2 separate regions of the Sus scrofa genome follow, and region 2 is linked to region 1. The links are chromatin contacts, called in public Hi-C maps. All regions are on one chromosome and are shown on one strand. The core of a region is the stretch at or near the end of the contact, and the rest is flanking DNA. Distances in the headings are between cores, read along the strand shown. Region 1 holds the start of ALOXE3 (hydroperoxide isomerase ALOXE3). Region 2 holds the start of PER1 (period circadian protein homolog 1).

Region 1 (3,473 bases), core at 190-2,689:
AAAAAAAACCTAAGGTTCCACCGAGATTTGAACTCGGATCGCTGGATTCAGAGTCCAGAGTGCTAACCATTACACCATGGAACCCCTTTCAAAACGTCTTTCTAAGACTCTATATATATAAAACTGAATTTCCTATTCTGCACGATTACCTACTTCGCCATTCACAGAGGGTAAAACAAAAGCAGTTATTGGATAGCGTGGCTACTGCTATCCAGTACCTGAAATATGTATTTGAATGTGCTATAAGTATAAAATACACACTGTAACCTGATGACAGTATAAAAACAATGGCTAAAATTTCATTAATAACTTAAAAATACTGATTACATGATAACATAAGATTTAGGATATACTGGGTTAAATAAAATGTTATTCAAATTAATTTCAAAAATATTAAATTAACCTATTTCTTAGTACTCTTTTTAATGTGGCTACTAGAACATTCGCCTGTATGGCTTGCATATGTCCTGCTTGAAAACATCTCTACTTTCTCCCCACTGTCATTCGTTCCACCTTTTGAATAAAGCCCTGACGCAGTTAATACTACTTCCTTTTAAATCCAAGTTATAAATTTGCTTTACTCTTTCATTCTGTTCAAAGGAATACAAATATTTGCTGTATTCAAAATAAATCTAAAGATGACATCAACTACCAGCGAGGAAGAAAAACGGAAGAAACAGAAAAACAGTTACGCCCGAACAGGGACTTGAACCCTGGACCCTCAGATTAAAAGTCTGATGCTCTACCGACTGAGCTATCCGGGCTCTCGCCTATAGTTCTTCTACCAGTTATAAGAGTTTCCCCGCATGACTATGACGTCTTAAGGAAGCAGAGACGTACTGCTTGCTTTCGCGCAGGAGGTTCCAGAACGCACCTGGAAGAAGCCGTCGAAGCCAGTGGCCGGTGACTGCGCTTTATCAGACTCCCTCGGTACAGTTTAGGACCCTGGGCTGGAGCGCCGTTAAGGCTGGTCAGGTGCGGTATTGGTACCGGCCGCGCGGGGCCGCTGCGGGCCACGGGCTTCCCTCGAGGAAGAGTTTCACCCCAGTTAAGATGACCTAGATCCCAGGTACCCCAGGCTCCCGGGCACCCGCCTACTGTCCCAAGGCCAAGGGCGGGCCCAGAGCGGAAAGAATGCCACACGGGGACCTCGGACGCTGCATGGTTCTCTGACCCGCCCTATTCCAAGGGAGAGACTGCAATCTGGCGACGGAAGACACAGAGGGTCTTGGGGGTGGTAGGAATTTAGCAGGTGACAGGACAGTTATTTCTGACCCCTATGCAGTGTGCAGGGATGTGCGTGCGACGAACGTGCATATGGCTGTAGTTACGTGTAGTTTATGGCTCACTTGCATATAGTGAGTCACATGAATGATGCACAAGTAGGAACGTGAGTGCCCTGTGCCCAGCTCTGGCCGAGAGACAGGAGAGGGTCTTGGGGAAGTTGGGAGTGAGTGGCCAAAGGCCGCAGGGAATCAGTTCGCCCCTGACCAGGAGGAGGGTGGTGTCTCAATCATAAAGGTATCACCTAATCCTTGTCTCCATCTCGGCATCTGGTCCCTCCCTTCTCAATAGGAGCTGATATCCAACCAACCGATGAACTCGGCCCTGCCAGTCAGAGGAACAGGCTGTGCCAGAGGCAAACAACTATTAGGGCACAAGACTGGGCGGGGAGAGGGAGCAAGGATAGCAGCTTGGAGCTTCCGGAGAGAGAAAGCCAGCTCAAGAGCATCCCAGAGAGAGCTGGGTTTTCCTCGACGGTCTATCCTGTCCTGCATCCCCACCCCAGGCCCTCACACAGCAGCTCAGCAGCCCAGCCGCCCAGCCCTGCCTGGTCTGTGGCTCACCTCCTCCAGGCTGGCTGCCAGGGGGACGCCCCTCCTTCTCTCCCATCATGGCTGTGTACCGCGTGTGTGTGACCACTGGTTCCTACCTGAAGGCAGGCACCCTGGACAATATTTCCGTCACACTGGTGGGCACATGCGGTGAGAGCCCCAGGCAGCGGCTGGATCGCATGGGCAGGGACTTCGCCGCTGGATCGGTGAGTACAGAGGGGAGAGGGAGGAGGGGCTGCAGAGGCAGGGCTGGCAGGGGACTCTGAAGGAGGGAGGGTCTTCCCTCTAGGACTCCTCAAATCTCACAGACCTCGTCACCACCCCTATTCTGGTCCCTGTCTTTCCTGCGGACCCTAAATCCTACCCAGGCAGGGCTGTGACGCAGGAGCCCTGGGCAGGGGCTCTGGAGAATTCCACTGGCTTCCTAGTTCCTCCTCCAATAATTGAAGGTGGGCTTGCTCTCTCAGCCTGGGTTTCCTCTTCTCTGGAGGGGGTCCACCTGCCTCTGCCAGGCCCCAGGACTGTTTACCGGTGTTCTGATCAAGGTGGGGGCTCCAAGGAGGCAGGGCTGGCAGAGTCCCCCTCTGTTCCCATGGGGCTGGGGGGTGGGGGTGGGGCAGCCATGTGGCCGCTTCTGCCTGGATGAAGGGCGCGCTTTCTAATTCATACAAAGGCTCCACAGGGGTTATCGGTGGCTGAGGCTTATACGTCAGACAGGTGTAGGGGCAGATGCGCTTTTCAAGGGGGCAAGGATCACCCTGGCAGGTCCTTGCCTCTCACCTGCTTGCTCCCTTGGCCTGCAGGTGCAGAAGTACAAGGTGCGCTGCTCTCAGGAGCTGGGTGAACTCTTGCTGCTGCGGCTCCACAAGGAGCGCTACGCTTTCTTCCCCAAGGACTCCTGGTACTGCAGCCGCATCTGCGTCACTGCCCCAGACGGCACCCTTTCCCACTTCCCCTGCTATCAGTGGATCGAGGGCTACTGCACCACAGAGCTTCGAACAGGAACAGGTGGGCCAGAGGCGGGGGCTGGCCCGGGCTGCGGACAGCCTCTGCTGCCATCCAGTGCAGGCTCTCACAGAGCCCAGGGCATAGGGAACAGGGTGGGAGCTAGGCGATCTGGAACTCAGGGTTCCCAAGTAGATGCTTTCTGAAAAGGCAAGCCTCGAACACCCTGAAATGCAGTATTTATCATGCCAGAGACACAGAGACTAGGCACATGTGCCCACACATGCTCACAGCAATCAGAGACACACAAACCTGCACACGCAGACGTAAGTCTGCTCACCCTGAGGCCCTCTGCTGTCCCCAGAGGCAGTGGCCCTCAGAGCTGCAAGCTGAGTTACTGAATTTCAACAGGGGGAGAAAGGCTGACTGTTTAGAGAATTGAGCAGAGAGGCCCTGGCCGCTACTAGTGGCTTTTTTTTGCTGTGGATAAAGTCCTCGGGAGGTGCTGTTTAGATTTCTTCTTGAATCTGGGGGGCCTGTCAAGGATGCTGGGCTTGAGCTCCTTCGGCCTCTGGACCCCCATATCCCCTGAGCGGTCTTAACTGGGGAGGCCCAACTAGGGTAAGTCAGAGCGTGGCGAAGAGTCTTTGGGATGAGAGATGATGGTCTGGGTCAAGGTGAGGCGAGTGAACA
Region 2 (3,402 bases), core at 822-3,321, 45 kb before region 1:
CCGGAAGGTGGTGATTCTTTCCCCTCTCCAGGGTGGTGGAGCCCAGAGAGAGCTGTCTCCTCCTTAGGTGAAATGATAAGGAAGGATGTAACGTCTTTTTTAATGGCACAATTTTGGGGGTCTGAGGGTGCAGTCCCTTAACCTGCCACTGGAAGGGACCGCCTAAACTCTTCCCCCCACACTCAAAGGTTTCTGTGTGGAGGGGGAGCAGGGAGATCAAAGCTGTGTTGTGAAAGGGTAGGGAAAGATGCTGGGGGTGGGGGTGCTGTGTTCTAGACCCCCTTATTATCCCAGTGTCCCCTGCCCCGCCTTCCCTCACCCCATGCCCCCAATTCTGTGGCGCATCCAGATTGTGAAAATGTACAATAAATGTGTAATGAGTAACCAGGTGGTGGTTTAAGATCTTTTCCTAACCAGTGGGAAGGGTGTTGGATCTGCAGGTAAAACAAGAAGGTTGAGAAGATACATCTGGAAGAGACTGAGCTTTGCCAAGGAACCTGACCTTGGGCAGGGCAAAGTGTGATCCCAAAAGTGGCCACAAGGGGGCACCAGGAATCGATAATGTGTTCATGAGCCCAGGGCCTCAGCCTGGTGAACCCTGCGGTCTGGGCTTCTCAGCTTTCCCCCCATTCCTTTTCTGAGGGCATTTTGCTGTTTCTTGGATCCCTTTCTACTCCTTGACTTAACTCTCAGGTGTTACGCAGTTGCTCCTGTGGTCATTTACTCCTAGACCTGAAATAGGTGGACAACTGGGAAACATCTCTTCCCCTTTGTGCCTAGAACAGTGCTAACATCCAGAAGGGTTAATAAATACTAATTGAACAAAACGGCTCAGGGAGACAGAGGTGAGTGTGGTGTGGAGTCGGCTGCAGGGCTTGCCACCCCTGCCCTGTGTGCAGTCAGACTGGTGACTCTGGACCCCCACACTGAACTCTTAATCTCCAGCAACAAATGCAGCCGATGTGGTACCCTTGCATCTCTGACCCCGGGCACTTCAACAGTAGGTGGGAGTGCTAGGTGAGCTCCGGAGGGCCCATTTTTCTGGGCGGCAACATGAGGGTTCCGCATAGGAAATCTCGATAATGTTTCCTAAACTTGTCGGCTCATGAGAACTACCAGGAATGCTTTTTAAAATAGATTTTCAGGCCCCTTCCCCGGAGATTGAGTCAGCAGTTGTAAGGGACCAAGTGATTCTTATAATTAGGTATACAGTCATTATCATAATGTTCACCATTTGTTGAGGGCTTACTATTTTCAGGACAGGTACTAAGAGCCTTTTTACCCTTCATCTACTGAGTTCTTTACAGGCTTAGGATTCCCGCAGGCTCTTGGACCCGCCTTCTTTATGTGGGAGATCTGGGTTCAAATCATGATCCCATTAGAGACTAGCTTGTTCTTCCGGACAGATTATGTAACCTCTCTGAATCTCAGTATCATTAGTGAGGCGGTGGGAAGTGAGCCGCCGCCTCTTCCGGCTTTATAAGAAGCGCGTGGCCTGGCCACAGAAAATAATCTGGGAGGTGGCTATCATCTTTTTGTCATCATCGTCACGCGGTACGGAGACCTGAAGACCGCTTCACCTAATGCTCACACCTTCCAGCTACTGGGAGTTTCAGGTCCAGAGTCCCAGCGCGGGGGCGCTCTTGTCACGCACGGGACGGCTCTCAAAGCGCCCCCCACAAAGTTACGGGCGCTCACATCTGCGCCTGCGCAGACTCGGCAGTCTAGGGTAAGAGTGTCGTCAAGGAAAATCCCCAGCTTCTAGGTAAACAACTTGCCGCGTGAGACCGCCTGCACGTGTCCTCTACAGCTCCGGAATGTCTCAGCCTATGAGAAAATTGGGAGGGCTGGACTGACGTTTGCGTCACCAATCTAGGCAGGCCGGGGGTGGAGTCACAGCCAATAAGAATTTCGGATGTGAGTGGGGGCGTGTCTTTCCTCAGACCTCCAATCAACGCGCTAGGGCGGCCCCTCCCGCACGTGGATCTGTCGCTTGGTAGGCAAACTGACCAATGAGAAGGTGACGGCGGCGGGCGGTGCCAATGGTAGCTGGGCGGAGGCGGGGGGGGCCCCGCACGCGGCGCGGGGCATGGGTCGGCGCCCTTAGGCCAATAAGCTTGAGGGGCGTGGCGTCCTGGTCGGCGGGCGAGGCTGAAGGAGCGAGTCCAAGTCTCCGAGATCCTAGTTGGGAAGAAACTGTACCGCGCGTGAGAGCCGAGCGGTGAGTGCTCCGGCGTGGTGGGGTGGGGAGCGGGGAGCGGCGGCGATTGGTATAGGTTTTTCCCGCGTGGCGTAAGGAGGAATGTTAATGCAGTACCGTGAAGGAGAATGTGTGGATATGTGATCGCCGCGGTGGGAGCTCTAGTGGTTGCAGGGAATAGGGGCCGCGAACTCAGTTCTAGAGAGAAGGGAGCAGGAATCACTGATTTAAGATCCCTCGCTATTCCAAGGTGCCTGGATCCCTGACTGCCGCGGGGAGGGGTTCGGAAGCGTTCGGCAGCCTGAGGGAGCTGAGACCTCTGCTCCCAGGAGGTACCGGACCCTTTAGAACCAGTGGGGGACGTTCCAGTGCGTGACTGTTGCTCGGGTAGGTGCCTTAAGCACTTGAAAGAGGCCAGGGCGGTGGAGGGAGAAGTTCTCGTCGTTGTTGCTTCTTCGGTTAAGGACGCCGTTTCTGTGAGGATGCAGGTTCTATCCCTTGGCCTCACTCAGTGGGTTAAGGATCATCAGCTGCAGCGTAGGTCGCAGATGCAGCTCGGATTCCTTGTTGCCCGTGGCTGTGCCGGTTGCTCCAGCTGCAGCTCCGATTGAACCTCTGGCCGGGGAACTCATGCCTCATTTGCGGCCAGCAGTAAAAAGGAAAAAAAAAAAAAAAGCAGGAGTTGTGAAGCTAGAGAGAGGCCCTGGTAGGGCAGGTGGGTGGGTACCAAGGGATTGACAAGGTGACTTGAAAAAGGGTGGTGTGATGATTTATGTGACCCTGAGCCAGTCACATCTTGGCTGTGGCTCTGGATGTCTCTCTCATGTGTAAAAAGAAGGGGTTGGGCCTCGGAGCCATCCTTGGGAGTGAGCGTGGGGTAGGAACTATTGGATCTCAAGAGGGAGGATGGATTTGTGCAGATTGGATGCACGTGTGTCTTCCTGAGTCCTTGGAGGGGAGGAGGCAGGAACTGGGTGCTCTGGTATCTGTCTGTACAAGTAACCAGGCCTGTGGTAAAGTGACCTGTGATGAGGTGGAGGAGTCAGGAAGTGGGGTTCCTAGCAGATCACTGGGGCTAGTGGCTGCCAGGGTGATCTCAAGGACTTTGTGAGAATATGAAAACTGGGACAATGCGATTTGAAGTGTGTAGAGAGTGCAGACTGACTGTTGGGGCGGGGGGGATGGCATCTGTGTTTCAGGCA

What was found. A called contact is a pair of places that touch in the nucleus more often than the background predicts.
Region 2: a contact with region 1 is called in a Hi-C map of embryonic fibroblasts, with 3 times the contacts expected there. The contact joins the promoter of PER1 here to the promoter of ALOXE3 in region 1. A contact is called at or near these places in 10 of 47 Hi-C or Micro-C datasets (adipocytes, alveolar macrophages, embryonic fibroblasts and 6 more) and 2 of 2 datasets of contacts at active chromatin or transcription factors (alveolar macrophages and skeletal muscle).

What each region holds. Positions count from the first base shown.
Region 1 is chr12:53,329,746-53,333,218 of Sscrofa11.1, reverse strand. ALOXE3 (hydroperoxide isomerase ALOXE3) reads left to right here and starts at 1,439. Exons shown (of 16, transcript XM_021067857.1): 1 at 1,439-2,041; 2 at 2,639-2,843. The coding sequence starts at 1,895. It overlaps TRNAK-UUU (a tRNA gene), which reads right to left and starts at 764; the gene lies at 692-764. TRNAQ-CUG (a tRNA gene) reads right to left here and starts at 84; the gene lies at 13-84.
Region 2 is chr12:53,375,392-53,378,793 of Sscrofa11.1, reverse strand. PER1 (period circadian protein homolog 1) reads left to right here and starts at 2,071. Exons shown (of 24, transcript XM_005657042.3): 1 at 2,071-2,221; 2 at 2,451-2,587. VAMP2 (vesicle-associated membrane protein 2) reads left to right here. Exons shown (of 5, transcript XM_003358281.5): 5 at 1-387.